2 separate regions of the Mus musculus genome follow, and region 2 is linked to region 1. Evidence: chromatin contacts called from public promoter capture Hi-C data. All regions are on one chromosome and are shown on one strand. Each heading gives the region's core, a stretch centred on a gene start, on an enhancer-like site or on the middle of the called end of the contact. The rest is flanking DNA. Distances are from core to core; before and after follow the strand shown. Region 1 overlaps Vwf (Von Willebrand factor). Region 2 overlaps Vwf (Von Willebrand factor).

Region 1 (4,169 bases), core at 689-3,188:
AACCAAAATGACAACACAAACTAAGAGGAAAAAATACTGAGGGACAAAGAGGCCACTCGGCCACCAGGAGCACTAGCTGTTCTTGCACAGGATGCTGGTGTATTCTGCAGCATTCATACGGTGGCTCGTGACCATATGTAACTCTAGTTTAAGGAAATCTGACGCCCACACCCTGAAACTCAGAGTTCCACCTACCTTCCTCCTCCAGACTATCTGCCCAAACTCCTGCCCTGCTAACCTCTCTCTGACACAAAAGCACCTCTGCAAACCTTTGATCGAGAACACCTCCCCAGAGAGTCCTCCTCAGCTGTCCCTTCACTCAGTGTGATTGACAGGCACCTCCGAGGGAGGTCTCAAAAGGAAGCTTCAAGATTCTGTCTCCCAGTTGTCTAAGCCTGGACACTAGCCAAATGTCTCCAGAGGAAAAACAACAAAACAGTAAGCAGGGTTTAACTGCCCAGGGGACCACGGTGCAGGAGCAAAGACCATCTTTGATGGCAGGAATCTACCACAGCTTAGGACAGATGCAAATTCAACTAGAACAATGGCATTATTCAATGCTGCATAACTTTATACGATGCCAAAGACCGTGGGCCAGGTCCCACGTCTGCCTTGCCTGACATTACAAGCAAAGGATTCCAGCATTCCAAACTCACACCACGGCATGCTCATACAAGGAATGAACACTAGGTGGCAGCATTTACAGGCACTCTCAGCCAGGCCTATGCAACTCCAAAGTCCATGGCTTCTGTAAGGAGTTCCAACTTACTTTTACGCAGGAACCCACCCCATTACCAGCCAAGAGCAGAAGGCAGGAGAAATGGCTGCAAAAGAACTGTAGCCCCAAGTTTGTCACTGGGGCCTGTTTCCAAATGAAATTATTCAAAGAAAGTACCTTTGAAAAGGACAGGTGGACCCAGACCCACAAGTTGTCAGAAGAGTTTGAATTGATTGCCTAAAGGAGGTTAACTGGTTATGGAGTTCTCACCACAGAAGCCAGGCTCCCGCCACCCGATGTGCACGCCTTTTCGGGCACACTCGGCAGCATAGTTAGCTACTGCGTTACACAGGCAATCCCGGCTGTCGGAGCAGGAGCAAACATCATAACGGCAGTTCTGCAGATAGGGCAGAGGGCTGACTGCGTGGTGGCAGGCCTCGAACTTGGAGGACGTCAGGAGCGCACAAGCCTCCTCTGCAAACCTGGCTGTTGAAGAGAAAGGAGAGCCTGTGCAGAACAAGACGTGGCCCTGCCCGTTCCTCTGGGGCCAGCCTCAGGGACTCTAACATCCATACCTCACCCCACCCTCTTCCCCACAAACAAAGCCAGTTCCCTTTTCTGTTGCTACCAAAATTAATCTATCTGGCTCTGGCTTCTGGTGCCAATGTACAGTTCTGCGTTTGGCTCAGTAACGGGTAAATGTGCGTTCCCCAAAGACCCACTGACCGGAGACGGTGGTTAGAGTAGCAGAAGCTAGCAAGAGCAGAGATGTCGCAGCACCGTGTCCACACAGGGTCACTGCAGCGCATCTATCATACAAGTCAACTTTAAGCTCCCACACCCACCGCTGCTCTAGACTGGGTCTTTTCCGGGCCAGAAACGACCCAATATTCTATTCTTTCTTGGGATTTCACCCATGGATGGAGGGTGTTCAATAAACAAACTTTGAAAAGGAAATGAGCCAAATGTGGATCTCAACGGCCAGTGGTCAAAATAAAGGCTGGGCCAATGGCTCCGCCTTTGCCTTCCCTCTCTCTGTGTCCCGTGGAATGCCTGCCTGGACCACGGGAGACCCCGGGGTCTGCGGCTCACATACTCAAGCGTGGATTCAGGCTGCAGGGGTCGCTGTGTTGCCTGCGCAGGTCCGAACAGTCCCCTTGAAGCTTCCAGGCGTTTCCGAAGTCTACCACCAGGGGCTCCACCAAGCCGGCCGGCGTGAGGAAGTCGTCTCCCTTGTTGCCGTTGTAATTCCCACACAAGCCACAGGTCTTCCCAGAATAGACTGGGGACAGCTGCCGGAAGAAGCCGGGCCTTGGAGCAGCTGTCCCCCAGTGCCACAATGGTTCCACTTAGTTAATGAGATCATTTGCACCAAAAAATTTCCCCAGGTGAAAAATTAATGTCAGGACGACTAAGTCCCGGGCTGCGAACTGGAGGACCACTGCAAGCTATGCAGCTAGGTGTCGTGCAGCTGGCTGTCGCTCCTCAAAGAAAAGTCAGCCAGAAGGATTCTAGGAATTAGGGGGAGAGAGAGAAGAAGAAGGAGGGGGGGAGGGGGAGGGGAGGAGGAGGGACACAGGGAAAGAGAAGAGAAGGAGGAGGGAGATAGGGAAAGAGAGAAAGAGGGAGAAAGGGGGAGGGAGAGAGGGAGGAAGAAGAGGGGGAGGGAGGGAGAGATTGCCTAAGATCCCATCGAGGGTGACACGGCTGGAAAGAGCAAGCAACTTGAATCCCCCAGACCTTCGTGCTCCCTATGTCTGTGACTAAAGTGACTATCAACAGACATGGGCTAAGCAACAGTGAGAGAACATGCAAACTGTTCGTTGGACAGATATTAGTTACAAACAGACAAGGCAGACTGAGGACGGTGTAGTCCAAGCCCCCAGGAGCTTGTGTCTGGTGTCCAGGAGCAACACCTGTCTTCTAATCTCCTGCTGAGGACACCAGGAAGGAAGCAGGGCTCAGATTCTATCCCCTTCTCTCAAGGAAGCAGGGCTCAGATTCTAGCCCCGTCTCTCACTCGCTGATCAGACCTCAGCAGTGAGCCATGATGAGTTTGACCCCAAAGTGCACACTCAGGGCCAAGCAGTGGTGTGGAGGCAGCTTTTTCCCAGGACAGCTGGGGCGCCACTGAATTCCATGGTGCAGATTTGAAGAACTGGTAGGGACCAGACCCCAAGAGTCCAATGATAGCTCTGTGGGTAATCAGTGAAACCAGGTGGTCCCCGCACACCCCCCATCCTGATGATCCAAAGTCTCACAGGTCAGGCCTGAGTCCCCGTAGTCATCTTGGAAGCCCCTTCTAGCTCCCAGCTGTGACTTAACAAGGTGCATGTGGAAGGTTCCAGACCCACAGACATACATGCAACTAAGAAAGGTGGGCAAATGGCCTTCCTTGTTTGTTTTACAAATGCCAAGTCACACACACACACACACACACACACACACACACACACACACACACACAAGGCAATCAAGGTCTTTTCCCTGACTTTCCAGCTTAAAACTAAAGCACACTGCTGTGACCTCGGATGCTGTTTCTCAAAGCCATGAGGGTCTTTCAAGGTCCTTCCAGACTGAATATTTCCATAATTCCATGATCTCGTTCTTGTCTGTCCCTTCTCATTGCCTTACAAGCACACAGTGGAATTTTCCAGAGGCCCTGTGATCTGAAATGCTGTAGCAGATTGATTGCAGAAAGAGATATGAGAATCCAGCTGTCTTCTATTAAATGAATCGTTAAGGAGATCTGCAGCCATGTGCGGCCATGGTATTTTTCTTGCTGCTTACTTACTGTTGTCTCCTGATCCCCGTCTAACTTATTTTTCAAGGGAAAAGTACTTACAAATGTCTGTTAGGAAACAAGGTTTAGTATTATGTTATAAATGAGTTAAGTGCTTTAATGCCTCCGCGTTAACATTTTTTCTGTCTGGGGTTTTGCTTTTCTGTTTGTGTCAGGATCATACTATTGAGCTCAGGTCGGCTGAAACTCACCATGTAGCCCAGGCTGGCCTCCAGCCCCTGTCACCTTCCTCCTCATCTCTGGGATATGTCTCTATGCTCAGCTTTGATTTAGCCATTAGCCTGGCAAGTATCAGTAGCTATAATCTCACTAAAGATCTCAGGGACTCGCCTCAGCCATTTTTAAGAATCTAACAACATCCTGACACCCGACAGTGAGGACCATGGTCTAACAACAGGAGGGTACCAGCCAGTGAACTAACCCTCATTGTGTTGAGGATGAGGGCTGCTGGTGGTTCCCCATGTCCCCTGGCTGTCTCCCCTATGAGGCAACACTAGTGAGGCAGTTCCTGGTCTGCCTACCTACCAGGGACTTTGCAAGGCAGCAGATCTGGAAGCCCAGTGAAATGTGCATGTTACCGTCCCATCTGATTATAGAATCATCCAGAGGACACGACCCACATATGCATCCATCCAGTGGCTCAGTAAG
Region 2 (4,169 bases), core at 551-3,050, 51 kb before region 1:
AGGATGAAGCAGCTGCTACCATGGTTTCAAGTCCTCAGTCTTCCTTCTGAGATCTCTCCATGTAGCGCATCAAAGATATTAAAAATGTACTCACATTCGGCAGCAAATGTAGTTTTGTTGTAAAAACCTTGGAAGGGTTGGGTTTTTTTTTTCATAACTCTGATTTTAAGATTCCTTTGGCTATGAGCTCCTCGTTTGGTAACATGACTAACTCTGACTTCTCAGCAACTAGTGCTCATACTCACGAATTCTTACCAAGTGAGAAAAATCTCGTCTACAAGTCGTTCTCACACCATGAAATATTTATGATTTCTAAATGAACGAGTAAAGAAGTTGGCATAATATAACCTTTTGTAAGCATTTAATCAAACAGTTATTTAGAGCAGTTTGGCAGCCTCCTCTCTAAGTTTTGAAGCCATACGTTTTGTCGAGGCCCTAAATATTTTCAAAGGCCCTGATTTAGGCACTAAATATTTCTGTTTGGAAAGCCCCCAGGCCTTGAGCACTGGGCTCATAATGCCTAGTGTATCCATGGTCCTGGTGCCAACCCAGTTTCTCATCAATGCCAGAAACTGGAACTAAATACACAACTCGCTATCTAAAACCCGCTCTCCCAAATCTGGACCCAGAGCAATGTGAAAGAAATCATGCCAAGACCGGAGAGACAGCAAGGAAGCCCACTGAAGGAGGAAGTGCCCGGCTAGTCAAGTGGAAGGCTGACTCCCAGGCAGCGGCAGCTAAAACCAGCTCCATGTGGTTTTCCTGAAGCTCCGCTCTGCCCCTGCCATGGATCACACAGAAAATGCCTCTCACCTCCATGTTACTGTGCAGCTCAGCAGAGACGCCAGCATGCTTAATCTCAATGGACTTCATGCAGGCTTGTTTTGCCCCGGGGCTGCAGGCCCCATTGTGGAGGAGCACTTCCAGGTCCTGCTCCTTGTTTTGAAAGATGACATAGGAGCAGCTACCAGTAAGCTTGAAATTCTGCCCATCGAAGGTGACGATGTGCCGAGTGGAACTGCCCGTGCACACACCTGAGTGGGGAAAGCCAATGCTAGACGGACGGTATCCAGCCCACCTCATGCATGTCTGCAGCGATGCAGACATGCATGCTGCACATAGTCAACGTGAGCCAGCCACTGGGGTGAGGGAGGGGGAACTGCTCCAGGAAAGAAAGTGACAACACTTCAAGGGTACATGGTAATGTTGAAAGCATGAGGAACTAAGCAAGCTATTCATGACGGCACTGTAAAGAAAATTCACCTCAAGACACAAGTGTCCCTCCAGCTAACAGCACTAGTAGCTGCAGTGACTTAGCCCATAAGAGATTACACCAGAGAAATATTTCCTAGGCCAAAATAAACAGTCGGATCTCAGAACTCACTCGGGACCCAGTCACTCACATAATCAGCAAATTCTCAAGGTCCCTATTAATACAATGTGGGAAAGTTAACCATTGTGCTTCCACGTAAGATGACTCTGGGAGAATATCCCCGCTTTGAATGTGCCAGTGCCACAGATTTGAAAGTGAGTCTTGGACCTAAGGGACATTGGAGATGATTTTTTCACACAAATCATGACTTGTTTATGGGGGTGAATTTTAACACACACACAAGCAATGAAAGGCAAGTTCAGTGTGAGACCCCATCAACACCCCTGACTCATAACTAGGCCTGGGCACTGCCAACTTTTGCAGGTGATTATCAACATAGCGTGACTGGCAGGGCTGCTGTGCCATCTCTCAGAGCTGGGCAGCCTCCATGGCTTTCACCCAATTCCTTGAACACGTATCCTTTTCCAAGTAACAGATTGAATGCCATGCTCCCAAGGGTACTCGTGCTGCTAGTGAGCCCTGTTGGGACTTGAGTAAGTGTACCCCAAAGGCTTGGCTGCCAGATGATGGCACTGTAGGATGTCCAGGGATCTAGCTGAGTAGACGGAAGTTAGGTTATCAGCACATCAGCCCCTTCATAGAGCCATGAGGTGAGCGGCCCTCTCCTGCCGCCACATGTTCTTGCTAGAATGGGCTACCTCACCATGGCCCAAAACTCAAATGGATCCAGGTGACCGTAGACAACCCCCCACCCCCCAGGCTGTGGGTGAAGATAAACCTTTCTTCTTTTTAACTTTGTAGTATCAGGTATTTTGACATAGCTGTGGGGAACTGAGTAAAATGTTCCCTACTATTCAGCTGTTAATAGTGTTATATCAAGCAAACAACCTCAATTACCAATGACAATGAATCAGTACATCCCAAGACAAAGATTGTTAACCAGAATATCTCTGTCCACCACCACATCAACTGTGACATGGTAAGTTAGAGCCAAAGAAGCTCAGAATTGTGTTGTGTCTTGCCAATTGCTTACTTAAAGGCACAGTTAAACTGTTGAACTTCAGTGATCTTCTCCCATCTCTCTTGCCTAATGGGGTTGCAATCACTACCCTTGGGGACTGTCATAAGAGTTGCAATCTAGACCAGACGCCAGCCTAAGAGTACATGACATGAATGTTTTGTTTGATAAATAGATCCATAAATCTTATGACTAAGTCAATGCCACAGATGAAATTCAACAGTGTGGGAGGCATATAGAATCTTAGGCACTTCCATTTTCACAATACTAATTTATCTTTCAACAAACCATCACTGTGTACTCCTGTTTAGTGGCAAGGTCTGTCTCTCTCTTTCTTTCTTTCTTTCTTTCTTTCTTTCTTTCTTTCTTTCTTTCTTTCCTTCTCTCTTTCTGTTGTTTATGGGTATTTTGCCTGCATGTGTGCCTGTCCAGTGTGACTATGGAGACCAGACAGCATCAGATCCTCTGGAGCTGAAGTTATGAGAGTTGTGAGCTGCCATGTGGGGGGCTAGACATCCATCCTGGGTCCTCTGGAAGAACACCATGTGCTTGTAATCAGTGACCCATCTCTCCAGCCCCTACCAGTTGTAATGGGCCACATCTATTGACACACTCCGTTGTGTGACACACTCCCGAGACACAGGAAAGGTTAAAGTAACCCAACTACAGAATGAGAAGCTGAGGTACACACGATAAAATGTTATCAGAGAGCTACAAACATTTTCACAATTATACCACTCATCAATGCGCCTTCGAATCCACTCTACCTCCTCTCTCCACATTTTCTCCACATTCTGGCATCTCAGAGTCACCCTACAGAGCAGAGAAGTAGCTACCACTGAGTACCACATTAAGCCTTTGTTTAGTCCTGTTGTCAAGAACAATGGATACACACTACTGAAGTCAACTGACAAACAGAAAGACGGAAAGAGACTCTGGGCGTTGGAACTGAGCTTAGTGGTACTGTGCAAGCCTAGCACATGTGAGGTGCCAGGTTCCTAGCACAAAACCCAAGGGAAGGGACCGGGAAGGTATGTGGCAACTGAGAAGTGACACATAAAAAGGAAAAAAGAGGGAAAACAGGGGCCTGGAGAGACATTTTTTAAAAGCTAAAACAACAGGAGTCATAAAATTCTGGGCATATACTGAGGAGATGGCTTTCCCACACTGGCTCCATGAATGAGAAACCTCCTAACCCCTGAGAGTGACAGGAGTCTGTCAAAATGACTTTCAAAGTGACTCCTCACTGAGTGGAGACTCCCCCCCCCCAAAAAAAAGGTCACAGGAGAAAACTGTATGACGCAATGTACACTAATTAAAATATACTCAAATCTATATAAACCATAAAAACCACCTTGAATAAGAACTGTAAAAACTAAGAATAAACAGGGCCAGCGAGGTGCTCATGCTGCTGAGACTGAGTCCCGTCCCCAGAGCCTACGCGACAGAAGGAAAGAACTAAGCTCTTTGACTTCCACATGGGCTATCACAAACACAAGACAAAGCAAGAAAACAGAGAATAAAAGAAATACACAGAACAGAAATTGGTGTTGAAAAAGTTGACTGGGCTCTGGAGAATAAAGATGGTGGTGGGGAGGACCCAACTAAAATCAAATCACAAAATGAAGGGCCCAGGGAGAATAGACCAAAATGAAAATGCAATGAGAAACACTGAAGAAAGCAAGAAACGTGTGTGTGTGTGTGTGTGTGTGTGTGTGTGTGTGTGTGTGTGTGAAGGAAGCAGCCAGGGATGCAGAGAGGATGTCCAGACGATGTGGGAGCAGAATGCTTTAAAAGGCATTAGAAAGGAACTGGCAT

What was found. Capture Hi-C pulls out chosen DNA fragments and counts their contacts.
Region 2: a contact with region 1 is called in a promoter capture Hi-C map of adipose tissue. The contact joins two enhancer-like sites. A contact is called at or near these places in 1 of 15 datasets of contacts at CTCF or cohesin (embryonic stem cells), 42 of 484 Hi-C or Micro-C datasets (the CH12 cell line, ECoMG myeloid progenitors, the HPC-7 cell line and 28 more), 2 of 115 datasets of contacts at active chromatin or transcription factors (embryonic stem cells and pancreatic cancer cells) and 3 of 9 other capture datasets (adipose tissue, liver and pancreatic islet).

The regions. Positions count from the first base shown.
Region 1 is chr6:125,601,165-125,605,333 of GRCm38.p6, reverse strand. Vwf (Von Willebrand factor) reads right to left here. Exons shown (of 52, transcript NM_011708.4): 14 at 1,815-2,010; 15 at 989-1,204. Among named protein-coding and RNA genes, the nearest start is that of Vwf, 50 kb to the right of the region's middle. Within about 2 kb of position 1,938, at least 165 of the 459 cell types and tissues checked have an H3K27ac peak or open chromatin away from gene starts, as enhancers often do. A contact at or near this core is called in adipose tissue, where this site is marked.
Region 2 is chr6:125,651,897-125,656,065 of GRCm38.p6, reverse strand. It overlaps Vwf (Von Willebrand factor), which reads right to left. Exons shown (of 52, transcript NM_011708.4): 35 at 814-1,034. Among named protein-coding and RNA genes, the nearest start is that of Ano2, 37 kb to the left of the region's middle. Within about 2 kb of position 1,800, at least 6 of the 459 cell types and tissues checked have an H3K27ac peak or open chromatin away from gene starts, as enhancers often do. A contact at or near this core is called in adipose tissue, where this site is marked.